Linked DNA regions of Mus musculus: all the other regions are linked to region 1. Evidence: chromatin contacts called from public promoter capture Hi-C data. All regions are on one chromosome and are shown on one strand. The core of a region is the stretch at or near the end of the contact, and the rest is flanking DNA. Distances in the headings are between cores, read along the strand shown. Region 1 holds the start of Sult1e1 (sulfotransferase family 1E, member 1). Region 2 holds the start of Utp3 (UTP3 small subunit processome component). Region 3 has its middle 9.4 kb from the start of Gm24121.

The links. Promoter capture Hi-C pulls out the DNA fragments that hold promoters and counts their contacts.
Region 2: a promoter capture Hi-C map of liver shows a contact between it and region 1, with 4 times the contacts expected there. The contact joins the promoter of Utp3 here to the promoter of Sult1e1 in region 1. A contact is called at or near these places in 2 of 39 promoter capture datasets (cranial neural crest and liver).
Region 3: a contact with region 1 is called in a promoter capture Hi-C map of liver, with 3 times the contacts expected there. The contact joins the enhancer-like site here to the promoter of Sult1e1 in region 1. A contact is called at or near these places in 5 of 39 promoter capture datasets (cranial neural crest, hippocampal neurons, liver and 1 more).

What each region holds. Positions count from the first base shown.
Region 1 is chr5:87,590,324-87,592,937 of GRCm38.p6, forward strand. It overlaps Sult1e1 (sulfotransferase family 1E, member 1), which reads right to left and starts at 1,288. Exons shown (of 8, transcript NM_023135.2): 1 at 1,171-1,288.
Region 2 is chr5:88,553,174-88,555,787 of GRCm38.p6, forward strand. It overlaps Utp3 (UTP3 small subunit processome component), which reads left to right and starts at 1,289. Exons shown (of 1, transcript NM_023054.2): 1 at 1,289-2,614. The coding sequence starts at 1,441.
Region 3 is chr5:86,937,115-86,939,728 of GRCm38.p6, forward strand. No RefSeq gene overlaps it. Among named protein-coding and RNA genes, the nearest start is that of Gm24121, 9.4 kb to the left of the region's middle. Within about 2 kb of position 1,312, at least 2 of the 459 cell types and tissues checked have an H3K27ac peak or open chromatin away from gene starts, as enhancers often do. A contact at or near this core is called in liver, where this site is marked.

The DNA of each region.
Region 1 (2,614 bases), core at 38-2,537:
AATGCTGCTCCATACCTGTTGTTACACAGGGTAAAAGCATACTTAATATTAGTAGACGGAGGGGAAGGTATAATCCGGATATATTGTATGAGAAAATTTACAGGAAATAAGTGTCTATTTCTATAGATAACTACAATAGTCATGGCTTGCCTTATTAAACTGTTTATTCAGGTGAATTATATTGTATGGAGTGAGCCACAATTCTAAGAATTGGCTTGCAATTAACTAGGTTAACCTATGGAATAAGCAGTAGCCTGAAATCAAGCTGTCACTTCTTAATTAAGCTGTCTCAGAGTAAAAGTGCTGATATCAAACAGCTTCTTTCCTCCCACACTTTTTTCTCATAAATTTCCTCAAACTTGTGTGGTTTTCCCTAAAATGTGTATTTCAGTGAGTTATTGCTAATGCTATGTCATAAGGAGGTGAATAGGTGCCAATTGTAAAGAAAGAGTAACCCAAACTGTTGAAAATTCAGGTCATACAGTTAGTGGATTGAGAAGTGATTTTTTTTTCTATTCTTTAGAATCATTTCCTTTTCTAGCTCCCTATCTTAACTTTATCCAGCTCCTTTCACATTTGATTGCTTTTCTTCCATTCTATGACAAATACTGAAAAGTTTTGTTGAGTCCTTAGTTTTCCAGTTTTAGTCTGGCTATACGTAAAATGCCTGAAAGCAAAAGTTGTCTTTTTATATACATTTCTGCCAGTCCCCATCACTGTGACACAAAGGTGAGTCTGTGAAACATTTGTTATTCTCAGCATTAGGTTATATTTTTAATTGGCTGTCTTCCACTGTGTTTCCATTTTAAAAAGTATATTTTTAAATGAAATACACATGAATAATTTGTTAACCCAAATTTTTGTTGTATTAAGTTATTGACATAAAAAAGATAGTAATGGTATTTTCAAGATTCGTTATAACAATTGCATTCAATTATTTCCTGTAACACTTAAATTCTATTTTAAAGACCTTTAAATATCAAAGCACATCTAAAAGTTTCTTTGTGACAAGCAATTTAAAAAGGTTTTAAATGATACACATTATCAATTAGGCATAGTATCAACACAGACTTTACTGTCCCTTTATTTTTAACAACTTACTAACTGACATAAATTTTGTATTTAAAAGTATTTATTTAAAATCTGATATCAACAATTTAAAAGGACAACCTGTCCAGATGTTCCCGTGGAAGAAGTGAAATGATCCGGTTTAGTTCTCTTCGAATGGCAGCACGATTCTTCAGCTCTGAATAAAAATGAGAACTGGTTGTACACTTGGAAAGTTTCTGTTGAGCTTTTATTCTGACAGCCTGAGAAGGAGGCAGAGACTAACTTGTGGGAATGGACTATGATGTAATGGATGGAGGGAGATACCTGCAGTTGTGTTTAGTCATAAGGTCAAGTTTGCTCACTCAGAGATGTAGAAAGCCCCTACAGCTGTTTCTCCCCTTTGGGTAAAATTTCAGTCTTAAACAACCCATTCATTATATCATTCATTAAATTGCCCATTCATAACAGAGTAAGAAGAAACGGACAAGGAGATTAGAGGAGGCCAGGAAGAAATGGAGTGAGAAAACCTCTCATTTACTGATAAATAATGACAAGGATAAGGCTGATGTTACAAACAATAGCTTTGGGAACTGATAGGAAAAACTAACAAGGAAGAACCTAGAATAGTTAAGAACATGGAACAAGAGCACAGCAAAAGAAGGCTTTGTAGCACTTAACTGTATCAAACAAGATTATGGAGAACTGCATTCTATTTCAAACTGTGATTGTTCTGTGCCAAAGAATCATCTCTGAAAATGTACATATAAGTAGCACTATATAGATTGAAGGGTTATATTGGGAATATATATATTTATACACATAAATACACATATACCCAAGTAATAGAAATTATTGAATTAAGAGGCCATGAATTTGAAACGAGGAAGTATTTATGGGAGCGTTTGGAGGGAGGAAATGGAAGGGAGAAAGTTATAATTAGATTATAATCGTCCAAAAGGGTTATCCATAATTCCAAAACAGCCGTGGCTATAAAGGAACCCATGGCTTAAATAGGATAAACCTAGTAAGCAGCACTCACATTGGGATAAAACTCTTTGAGGCGCCTTGCTCCACTCTCTCGCATATCCAATTTTATAGCACTCCGTTTCCAGACAGAAATCATTCCCATTGCTGCAGTAATTAAGCAGGGGGAAATGTCCCCAAGGGCTGGTGCAATGCAATAGTGCTCCAGCTTTGTCTGCATCTGCTTTGACTCCAGGGAAGAAGACTGTCAGTTGTTCCTAAGTCGCCAGGTCTATCAGCATCTCAAAATAAATGCCTTTTTATTTCTGTTACCTCTTCTGTTTCTAATATCAAATTAAGCTGCCTTCTTCTGAGAGATACTGGATCTTAAAAGCTTAAATATCCCTCAAATGACTTTACATTTTACAATTACTTTTAGCTAGAAATTTTTTCTGCTATGTCCCAATTAAGTTTAATTATTAAATCACACCTAACTCAACAACAGAGTCATGCCCTGCAGTTAGACACTGCCCTGTACACAGTAGGATAAGCATTGGGTAAGTAATTCTTCACTGAAAATGCCTGGTTTCTTTTTTAAAAG
Region 2 (2,614 bases), core at 39-2,538, 960 kb after region 1:
AAAAAGAAAAAAAAGACAAGACCCCATGTGGTATGCATAATCACGACTTTGTATATCCTTTTAAATAAGGAAGCTGACATAAAAGGTCATACATTTGAGATAGCTTAGGTGGTAGCCCTGTCTACTAAGCTTGACACCAGTTCGATTCTCTTAGACCCATATGTCACTTCTCCCATTTGACTGAGTTTTCTGTTTGGTGTACCCGTGCGCCCTCCTAAACCACAAGGTCTCCTATTTTGGCCTTTATCTCTTTTCCTTTTCCTCTTCTTCCTCTTCCCTCCTCTTTCCTCCTCCCCACTTCTTCTCCCCTTCTCCCTCTCTCCCCTCTCCCTCTTCTTTCTCTTCTCCTCCCCTCCCTTGTTAAATCTATTTTGCTCATTTCCTTCCTTCATTCTCCTCTCTCCTCTCCCCTCCCTCCCTTGTTAAATCTATTTTGCTCATTTCCTTCCTTTATTCTCCCCTCCCCTCCCCCCCCCCATCTCTGCCTAAAACGCTGCCACGGAAGTTTGGTGCTTGATCAATGTTGAAGAACACAACAATGAATAATCATTAAATGTTGCAACCCAATTCTATACATAGGAGGCTGTCCGCGGCTGACAGCCTCACAGTTTTCCAGAACGTCTAGAAAAGCGAAGCTATTCCAGTAGAAGGACACCGCGCGTCTTTTACTCTTCCCGGTTACATCGTCCCCAAAAAACCCCGAAGTCCTCTCTCGGGTCGCCTAAAAGCAGAGACTCGCCGCGCGGGGCCCGGAAACGCGGCGCCTACGGTAGCAACTCCCAGGCAAAAACAGAGAAAAGCACCAATCCGGGAGGCTGAGGCTGACAACATGGCGAGTCCCGGCTTCAGAAGTCAAGACAGACAAAAAACAAAACTAAACAAAACACAAACAAAACCCTGACTAACTTCCACTCTGGCAAACGGAGAACACGAAACCGTGAGCTGGGCAACTATCTAGCGTGGCCCAGTGGGCGCCCTGCCGACGCGTGGGAACGTAGATGCCCCGCGCCCTCTGTCGGCCGCGGGCTGTCTCGCGGCGTCCCTGGCGGGATTCCGGCTTCACGCCGGAAGTCACCAGAGAGAGAGAGAGCTCGGAAGTAGCCACAAAAGGATCCGCGGAACGGAAATATCCTTGGCCTAGCGTTCCTACCCGGAAGTTTTCATTCGCCGGAACCGACTGGTTTTTAAAAAGACACGGCGGCGGGATTACGCTGGGGGGGGGGGGGGGAGCGGAAGTTTAGGCGCGCGCGCTGCGCGGAGAGCACCCTGGGAGCGGAAGGAAACAGGCCTTTCCCAGACTCTCTGCTCCGGTGGTCACCGACTTGGGTTCGCGGAGCGTGCTGGTGCTGAAAGCCTCCGCTTGCCGGCATCATTCTGGGCGGAGGTCAGAAGTGGCGGAAATCGCGGCGTCGCTTGGGAACCCGGGACCGCTGGTGAGCCATGGTGAAGAAATCACGGCGGCGTGGAGCGGCTCAGTGGGCCGCCGTGCGGGCCCAGGCAGGTCTCACCGCCACGGACGAAAATGAGGACGACTTGGGGTTGCCGCCCTCTCCAGGGGACTCCAGCTACTACCAAGACCAGGTAGATGAGTTCCATGAAGCGCGATCTCGGGCAGTCCTGGCCAAGGGCTGGAACGAAGTCGAGAGTGGGGAGGAGGATGGCGATGAGGAGGAAGAGGTGCTACCTCTAGATATTGATGATGGAGATGACGAAGATGGAGAGAGTTCGGAGGAGGAGGAGGTTGGAGAGGATGATGACGGCGGAAGCTCCGTGCAGAGTGAGGCTGAGGCCTCTGTGGACCCTAGCTTGTCCTGGGGTCAGAGAAAAAAGCTTTATTACGATACGGACTATGGTTCCAAATCCCGAGGCCGTCAGAGTCAGCAAGAAGTAGAAGAGGAGGAAAGAGAAGAAGAGGAGGAGGCACAGATAATTCAGCGGCGCTTGGCCCAAGCCCTGCAAGAGGATGATTTTGGAGTCGCTTGGGTGGAGGCCTTTGCAAAGCCGGTGCCCCAGGTAGACGAAGCTGAGACAAGGGTTGTGAAGGATTTGGCTAAAGTCTCGGTAAAAGAGAAGCTGAAAATGTTGAAGAAAGAATCACCAGAGCTCTTAGAGCTCATAGAAGACCTCCAAGCCAAGTTGACAGAGGTGAAGGATGAGTTAGAACCCTTGTTACAGTTGGTGGAGAAAGGGGTCATTCCAACTGGAAGAGGAAGCGAATACCTGAAGACTAAGTATAATCTCTACTTGAACTATTGCGCCAACATTAGCTTTTATTTGATCTTAAAAGCCCGGAGAGTCCCTGCACATGGACATCCTGTTATAGAAAGGCTTGTTACCTACAGAAATCTGATCAACAAGCTGTCGGTTGTGGATCAGAAACTGTCCTCTGAAATCCGTCACCTCCTCACAGCCAAGGATGGTGCTGTAAAGAAAGAAATGACTCCAAAAGCAAAATTAACCAAAACCAAGCCCAAGTCTGTAAAGCAGGCTGCTGCTGTTGCCCTGACTGATGAGCCTGATTTTGATGGGGCTGCTCTCAAGTACTATAAGGAAATGGAAGACAGGCAAGAGTTGAAGAGAAAGAAGGAAGAAAACAGTGCTGAAGAACAGGCTC
Region 3 (2,614 bases), core at 62-2,561, 650 kb before region 1:
TGACAAAGATCTTATGGCTTGATTGCCAGCTTTCCATATCAGCCACCAGGAATTGTGGCCTAAACTTAGTGCCCTGTATAATGCAGGTATCCCAGAGTTTCCACAGGACTACCAAGTTGGAGATTGGATATATGTTAAGAGGCATCATGCTGAAAACTTGGAAGCCAAGTGGAAAGGGCCATACCTGGTGTTGTTGACCGTACCAACCTCCAGAAAATTGGATAGAGTAACTGCCTAGGTTCATATAACTCATGTCATACTAGCACCTGCATCTGACACCAACTGGATAGCAGCCAGACTCACAAACAACCCCCTCAAGCTCAAGATCACCTGCCCATCTGTAAGGCCTGAGAAACCATGAGATGGTTATGGTGTATCTTCCTTCTGGTGCTGGGCCTCAGCAACCCCCAAAGCCATACCAAAGTGACTTGCAACATACTCTGAGGATATAGCTTGGTGTACTGTAGACAAACACCCACCTTACATCTGGTGGCCAGATCTTGTCTTTGATCTCTGTAAGTTAGGAGTGGGTTTTGACTCCTGGGATATCCCCACCCTAGAGACACAGGGCAAGGGAGTACACAGATGTGGGAAATGAGGGACTAGTGGATCTAAACTATGTCCGAGAAGTGGCTTTGGAGGGTTGGGCTTATGGTGTGAACATTTGAAGTTGAATAACTTTCAAGAAACCCCCATATATGTGTGCCCTCGAGATGGGAAAAGCTATCAGCAGGCCCACCAGTGTTGTGAGGTGGGGGGGAAGAAATCACTTTTTCTGTGCTACCTGGGGATGTGAAACACTAGGAAGCACATACTGGAGACCATTCCCGGGGTAGTTAAAGATTCAATGGTCAAGGTGAGAGAAGAGCTCACCAAGCAGAAGAAAGAGCAAAGAGTCAGGACTGGTTTAGAATTTTGGTTTCACTCCCCCTTGTTTAACCCTCCTTATACTTACCCTGTTAGGACCCCTAATTGTTCTGCTATTGTTGACCTTTGGAACCTGCATATTGAACAAGCAAGCAAGCATATAGTCTTCATAAAAGAGAAAATAAGAGCAGTACAGCTGATGGTCTTGTGCCAACACTATGATATCCTGAGCATAGGACCTGAAGGATATCAGTTAATTACTCCAGACCCCTGAGTGTAGCTCCAGGATTAGAGCTTGTACAAGAAAAAGGGGGTAATGAGGGACCCTAAGGTCTTTGTCCAGTCCCGCTCCCTCTTTACAGCTTCCCCTTCCTACCTGGGGTCAAGGCTAGGCCAAGCTCCATTCTCCACCCAGAGGAACATTCTGGAGTAAAAAGTCTCAGAATGTACTGACCTATAGTCACCTGACCCTCTGAAAAGTTCCAGTTAGAGTTCAAATGCCTTTCATGCTTGCTAGATAATAGATTTATTGGTCAATATGCTTAGCCAATACTTTTGAACTGTAATCTTCCTGATGTAGCCTGTGCCCCTAAAAAGTATAAAAATTGCTTGTAATAGCCATTCGGGGTCACCTTCTCATCACTAGCCTTGAGGGACAGATTGACAGCTGACCCCAACATACTGGAAAATAAGTCTCTTTCTTTTTCCTTGAAACAAACAACAAAAAAAGAAAGAAACTGTGACCAATAGGCCAAGTTCATGTCAAAAGTTTATTGCTACTGCTTTAAGGAGTAAACTAAAGCAAATAGTTTGCTCTTACTTTTTATCACTATTATTACTATTATTATTATCCTTCAATCTTTTTTATAGTCTAGTCATTATCCCCCTCCTCTTGCTCTTGCTTTTATTGCCCATTATATGAATCATATTCTGACTTCTGCTACAGATAATCAAATGCTAAAGGATTTGTTCATTAAAATACAAATTGGATTATCCTTTTAAATTTGCAGTCATAAATAAAAAAAGCAAAAATTTTATTGTTAATGAATTTGTGTGACTTAGCACTGGCTTTGATATTTTAGACCTTTATAAAATATTAATAATTAAAAGTGGATAATGCTCCTACATATCCACACATGCTTCTTTATAAAGTAACACAGAACTCAGATGATTTTACTTGTATGTGACCACGGGTAACCCTTTTCCTGCAGTGTGACACCCATGGTTCCAGAAAATATTAATATTAATATTAATAGACTTGCCAAAAGTGGAAGCAATGAAGCAGTGTTCTATGGTTCATCTTAGTATTTTCAGTGTAGAACATTTCCACAGGACTATGGTCATAGGAGTTGGAGATACTATTTTGACTTTTCTGTTTCTGTCTGATGTCATCTAGTCTGCTTCATTCGGGGCTCCTCTAGCCGCGCCATCCCTGGAGCTCTGCCTTGGTGTTTGGGGATGGTGTTGAAACATAAGGTCCTTTTGTGGTCTCAACCAAAGTGCTCATAGCATATCATCAGCTCGGCCTAGAAATGTTGTGATGACTGAGTCAGGTTTCCTTCTGGTGACATCCACCTAGGAAAGTCTGTGCAGGAGCTTTGTGATAACTGCTAGGCTGGCAAATGTGGGAATGTTTTTGGTGAGCTTGGGAAACACAAGCAATATCCAATGTAGAAGCTTGCAAGAAATTCACACACTCTTTTAAGTTTTCATTAATTTTGCATGTGTGAATGTTTGGCCTACAAGA